Regions from separate parts of the Rattus norvegicus genome. Here region 1 is linked to region 2. Evidence: chromatin contacts called from public Hi-C data. All regions are on one chromosome and are shown on one strand. Each heading gives the region's core, a stretch centred on a gene start, on an enhancer-like site or on the middle of the called end of the contact. The rest is flanking DNA. Distances are from core to core; before and after follow the strand shown. Region 1 holds the start of Fetub (fetuin B). Region 2 overlaps LOC108352357 (a long non-coding RNA gene).

What was found. A called contact is a pair of places that touch in the nucleus more often than the background predicts.
Region 1: a contact with region 2 is called in a Hi-C map of liver, with 3 times the contacts expected there. The contact joins the promoter of Fetub here to the enhancer-like site in region 2. A contact is called at or near these places in 4 of 12 Hi-C or Micro-C datasets (hepatocytes, kidney and liver).

Annotation. Positions count from the first base shown.
Region 1 is chr11:91,593,637-91,596,854 of GRCr8, reverse strand. It overlaps Fetub (fetuin B), which reads left to right and starts at 1,883. Exons shown (of 7, transcript NM_053348.2): 1 at 1,883-2,258; 2 at 2,590-2,700. The coding sequence starts at 2,025.
Region 2 is chr11:91,511,708-91,515,076 of GRCr8, reverse strand. The region is part of intron 1 of LOC108352357 (a long non-coding RNA gene); the gene reads left to right. Among named protein-coding and RNA genes, the nearest start is that of Kng2l1, 30 kb to the right of the region's middle. Within about 2 kb of position 1,511, at least 1 of the 93 cell types and tissues checked has an H3K27ac peak or open chromatin away from gene starts, as enhancers often do. A contact at or near this core is called in liver, where this site is marked.

The sequences.
Region 1 (3,218 bases), core at 634-3,133, 81 kb before region 2:
GTATCTATCAAGTGAGGGGGGGAGAAGGAATCTGCTCTGCTCAACTATGATACAGTCACATATTTAAGTTTAATATGTAGCCAATGTTTAATGTAAATTTAGGTCCCTTAGCAATGTTAACAGCCTTCTTTTGCTTGGTTCACTCACGCCAGCCATAGACTACTGCATGTTGGATTTTCATCTAGACCAGAGGGACATTTTTTTCCATGCAAAATATCTGGTCTTCCTCACCAGGTTCCCATGAAAAAGTCCCACAGACTGACATTCTTGTTTATGAACACAGACATTCCGAAAATATATTTGTGGATTAAAAATAAGCACCACTCAGAAAAACTCTTGTATTCTTTAGTAGGGAACTGTGTCTGAAATAGTATTGACTCCAGAGCTTTGGTGTCTTCAAGGTCCTCTTTGTTGATGGCCTACCAGATGGGTACCTGCAGATGCAGCAGAACTTCCATTTGGACACAGAGAGCCTGGGCAGGGGTGGGGGTGGAGGTGTTGCTTACCTTAGGGAACGCTTTCCAGGACAGCCTACTGTAGGCTCCCTTCCTGACTTGGACCTTTACTTTCATTGTTAATCTCTCTCTCTCTCTCTCTCTCTCTCTCTCTCTCTCTCTCTCTCGTGTGTGTGTGTGTGTGTGTGTGTGTGTGTGTGTGTGTGTGTGTGTGTGAGTGTATGTGTGTTTGAAGTAGAAACTAACTGACTTGTGGATATAGTTCAGAAGTAGAATGTCTGATATAAGTGAGGCCCTGTGATGTGTGTATGTGCGTGTGTGTGTGTGTGTTTGAAGTAGAAACTGGCTTGTAGATATAGCTCAGAAGTAGAAGTAGAATGTTTGTCTGATATAAGTGAGGGCCTGGGTGTGTATGTGTCTGTGTACGTGCTGTTTATGGTGGTGGGCACTCATAATTCCAGGAATTAGCGACTGAAGCAAGGTTGCAAGTTCCAAGCCAGATAGAAAACTTTTTTTTAAAAAATGTACTTATTTATTATATATAAGTACACTGTAGCTGTCTTCAGACACACCAGAAGAGGGCATCAGATCCAATTACAGATGGTTGTGAGCCACCATGTGGTTGCTGGGAATTGAACTCAGGACCTCTGGAAGAGCAGTCAGTGCTCTTAACAGCTGAGCCCTCTCTCCAGCCCCAGATTGGGAAACTTAATGAGGTCTTGTCTCAAAATAAAAATCACTGTGCTGTAGCCCTTGTAATCATCCCACTTGTCCCACACGTATGAAGCCCAGTTCTAGAGGAAAGGAGTTTTGGAAGATACTTGGTTTTGTAGCCAGAATATGGTGATATGTACCTGTAGTCCCAGTAGCTGCAAGAGGATTTCGCGTTCAAGGCCATATGCAGCTACTGAACAAATTCAGTCAAAACAAAAAATAAATTGCTTCTCCTATACTCCTAACAAGCAGAACCTCCCGCCTCCCTGGGCTCGAAATTGAAACTCAGAGAGGCAAGGACCACTGTGGGTCTCGATGGCCATCCTTATCTTTCTCCTGACAGTATCAGGTTTCTGTCTGTTGATGCATTTACTTTTAGATGCACAAAAGGAAGAATAGACTAGAGTGTATTGGGAGAAGTTTTGGGGTCTCATTAGCTTTCCCCGCCTTAAATACAATTTTGAGGTGAAGCACATTTTCCTGTCTGATACAGGAACTAGAAAGGGACATTTTTGAGTGGGGATTGGCTTTCCTCTGGACAGGACAGAAGCCAGGTTTCCCAAGTCTTGATCAAACATTTGCTATAATTCCTAGGAAGGAGTTAGGAAACTTCAATTTATTTACACGAATGGCATGCTCCGGGTCCAAGGTTAGAACACTGACAAATCCCATCTAAAATATTGACTCAGGAAAATGCTGTGTTTGGATAAAGGCGGCCTCAGGACCTGGTACTTCAAGTCGTATGCAGCTCTCTGATTGCAATTATAAAACGGCTCAAGCCAATCTTGAGGCCCCACAGTAGGGCCCGTCCTGTCAGCTCGACCCTGACACGTCCTGGATCTTGTTCTCCACAGAATGGGTGTGCTACGGCTTCTGGTGCTCTGCACCCTGGCTGCATGCTGTGTGGCCCGCTCTCCCCCAGCTCCACCCCTGCCAAACGCCCCCTTCGCACCTCTGCGTCCCCTGGGCTGTAACGACTCTGAAGTGCTGGCAGTTGCAGGTTTTGCCCTGCAGAACATCAACAGAGTCCAAAAGGATGGCTACATGTTGACCCTCAACAGAGTACACGATGCTCGGGTTCACCGTCAGGCAAGTGACAGACTTTGGGGCAGCATTTGGACAGGCTACAGGGACTAGCCCGGGGGTGGCAACTTAGGACTACTTGTCAACAGGTCAACAGGTACTTTCCGGTCTGGGAACACAATACTCTGCCATCAGCAGCAGGTGTGCTATGTCATTCTTGCTGTCCACAGGAGTGATGACAAGAGTGAGCCTACTCTGTCACCACGTCCAGGTTTCAGGAGTCTAGAAGAGCATGTAGCATACACATGAGCTTAGGCTCTCCCAGGACGATGCTATTGGTCTAGTTGTCCTGGAAGTGTTTCATGTGGGATGTGGTGTTTCTCCAACCCCATCATAGGAAGACATGGGCTCTCTGTTCTACCTCATGCTGGACGTCTTAGAGACTGGCTGCCACGTGCTCAGCAGGAAGGCACTGAAGGACTGCGGACCGAGGATTTTCTATGAGACTGTAAGTGCCTGTTCCCAGGGGCCTGCTCAGTGCCTGCCCACTCTTCAGGTTCCTCTTTATTGTCTCCAAGGCAACAGGCCAGCGTGCCAACTCTAACACTGGAGACAGAACCAAGTTTAGTCAGGGTAGGGAGGGTTCCTAGGATTGGGGTCTTGCTGACTAGACTTGAAAAGGTCCTCCCAAATTATTTTCTATCCTAAGGTTCTTTGGCAGCTAAGACAATGTTTACATTATCAGAGAGAGAGAGAGAGAGAGAGAGAGAGAGAGAGAGAGAGAGAGAGAGAGAGAGAGAGACAGACAGAGACAGAGACAGAGACAGACAGAGAGATTCTGGTGTTTGAAGAAGGTTGGTGGACAGCAGCAATATTGGAGGATAGCTTGTGTTCTTTTGCTTAGCTTTATTTGAATGAATATCCACGTGAAGTTTTCAGCTAGGAAAGAGAATGGCTTCCAGTGTGGGTACTGTCAGGGGCTTCCTGGGAATAAAACTAAATGGCCTCAGAACTCATCCTTTCTCC
Region 2 (3,369 bases), core at 262-2,761:
AACTGAGACAAGGGAGTACAGGAACCACAAAGCTCACAGACAAATCCTCTTCAGCAGTGATGCTGCAACTCCCCTGGGGGTGGGGGTATCCTTAACTGAGCTGAGGAGTTGAGGAGCCTCAGACCCTCATCCATTTCATTTTTCCCTTCTCTTCATTGCTTCTTGGTGTCTTCTGATAGTCACTACAGCTCTGCTGCTAGCTTCTGTGACAACACCCACTGTCAGCATCAGTGTCTTGTGCATAGATCCTCCAGTAACTGGCTTTTTTCCAGTTCCTCCCATGTTGCAAGTGGTAAAGCTTAATTGTTTACACACCAGGCAGCAAATCTCATGAGACAGATGTATTGAGACATCCAGTGAAAGGAACTAAGAATCCAGGGAATTGGACAAAGGACAGGCCTTATGTGGGATTTCTTAGGAGGCACAGCTTTTCAAGGCAGAGATTTCCAGATTGAGGATTGGAGGATTTCAAATCATGAATTTAGGGAGCTCAGAGATTGGTGGATTTTCCTGTTTAAGGATTACAGGATTGGTGGGATTTTTGTGGGAAGCTTGGGGATTTTAAACTAGTGGGTTTTTCCTTCTCCTGGATTGGTTGCTTTTTCCCCCACCTCCTTCTTCCTGCATTGGGCCCATGGGAAGACCTTCCTAGTCACAGGCAGTTTTGGCTGAGGCTCTGTATCTGTGGAGCTGCGGAGGGTGCAACTACTATACAAGTTTCTGCAGGACAGCTCAGCTGGTGTGAGAAAGGAGATGCACCACCTTGAACAGCTTCTTGTGACAGCTCCAATCTGAGGTGCCGCCATTTTGACAGATACCGCCATTTTAACAAATGCTGCCATCTTAAGATCTTACAGGGTCCTCAGGCTGGGACAGGAAAGAGGGGTTGGTCACTGATTTGACAACTTTGGCTGTGCACTTAGAAACCATGATAAACATTCCTCCAGGAAATATTTATATAAAAATAAACACATTTTAACGAACACGGCTCTCCTTGAGTCTGATCAGGAATGGTGTTTGTGATGTCAGGGTCCACAAACTTGCTACTGGGTTCCCTGAGTGACTCCAGGTGTCACCTTTGCTTTCCTCAGGATGGCTCTGAAACATTTTATTCCTTCAAGTATCAAATCAAGGAGGGCAACTGCCCTGTTCAGAGAGGCCTCACCTGACAGGACTGCGACTTCAAGAACGCTGAGGAAACCATGAGTATGCTCTTTATATAAAAGCCCCAGCCTGACCCATGCAACCCTCAGGGTGCTATAAAATATAAATGAGACAGGAAAACTGATAGACCAAGTATGAAATTTGTATCTAGCGTGGGGTACACCTAATGACTTTGCTCCCAGGTATTTGTTTAAATCAGAATCACCTGTCACCTCAGACAGTCATCAGCTGTTCATGGTGACAAAATTCAAAGTCCTTTTAGCCATTCTCTGTGAACAATACAGCATTGTCCTCTGTGTCCATTCCAGTCTATCTGTCATTCAGTAATCCTTGGCCAGCCCTGTCCTATGCCAGCCTCCAACTGCTGATGACTCCTGTCCTGCTCCTAGCTTAGGTGACATCAGCCCTGTCAGCCTTTGATATCCCGTGCCTAGATGCACTCACTAACCAGCTGGTTTCCAGTTCCTTCCATGTTGCAAATTGCAAAGTATAATTGTTCATACATCTATGGTATTCTATTCTGTATATATATATACCAACATACTTGCCCACTCATCAGACACTGGTTTTTTGTTTGTTTGTTTGTTTGTTTGTTTTGGTGTTGTGGTTAATTACAAGGGGATTATTTATATTATAGAGCCTGTTCAGGAAAGATGAAAACTTTGTAATATGTAGAATATTGACCCACACCATATCTGTGTTCCTGGAAAGACACATGAATCAGGAAGATGCCAATCATTAAACAGGCATGTGTCAACTCACTAGAAGGTATACATGTAAACAACAAAAGTTTGTGCATCAGACCACAGGGAGACAACAGGAAGACATTTGGGTTGAGTTCAAGGTCTAATTTAGGAAGAATATGGTAATTTCAGCTTTATTGGCCCTCAGTATAAATCTTGACTTTGCCACTCATCCTCCCTCCGCAGGTGCTTCATTCTATTAAAATGAGGAAATATTGATGGCACTGGATATAGGAGATGGAAACTAGATACATTATACAAAGGAGCTGTTAACAATAAGCACCTTAAAGAAACACTGGATTGAGCATGAGTACCTGATGTTTGCCTTGCACTGGCGAGAGGGTATTATCTGCCTGAGAAGCAAGCCTTTCTTCTCCCTGGCTGGAGTTCCCCTCTTAGATAGGATGTCAGCATCATCCACGTGTTTGTTTAAGCACTGTGCTCATTCACAGTTGTAACATGTACTGGGTTCCCAATTAGGAGACCAGGATTTCTACTCTGGCTCTGTGAGCTTGTGTAGCAGTTGCTATCCCCTGCAGTCAGTCTCTCAGAGCCATAGGGACACATCAGGGTGAGCTCTAGCTTCACACAATAGCTCCTGATACTCAGGACAGGGGGCTAAAGTGAAGGCCAAGTCAAAGCTATTCAACAAATATTATTCATCACTAAGAGTGGGCAGACATGTGTAAGCACCGACTGTGTGCTGCTCTGTTAAGCGCTTTCTGTGTGTGGGCACACTGATTCTCCACAGCAACCTCTTAAGTACATGTGGTGCTGTTTCCACAAGGTGGGTAAACTGAGGCAGTGGGGGGCACCAGAGCAGCAGGAACAACTAGCAGCCAGCAGTGTGGAAGTGGGATGTTCTAAGAGGTTAAACTGATTTATGTAAAGAGCAGGCAAACACTGAAACTGAGGGGGGAATCAAAGAGGAAGCTCATCCTGTTGATTCTGAGGCATGGCATCCATCTTGGTGGCAAACAAGTAGCCACAGATCTCCACATCATGACTCAACCTTAGAGGACTTACTCTGCCTCTCCCCTGTCCTGTGAGCATCAGTGGCTCGAGGGAACAATCACAAGGTCACATAAATATTCATTCTCAAGTCTCACAAGTTTGTTAATGGGCTGGTAAGATTGCTGAGTGTTAAGAGCACTTGCTACTCTTGAGAATTCCTGGGTTGGGTTTCTAGCACCCAAATGGACACTTGGAACCATCTGTAACTCTAGTCCCATTGCTTCTGCTGCTGTCCTCTGGGTTCTGCAGACACCAATCATATAGACACACATCCAGGAAAAGCACTTGCATGCATAAGAACAAATAAATCTAAAGAAAACAAAACAAAAACTCTATTAAAACATCCTTATTGCTTTTACTTCTTTTTCATTTTAAAAAGCCACATTTAACAACACCACTGCTAGATATTGTCATCACAAAGAAAGATTTAGACAAATGGCCTTTTTTT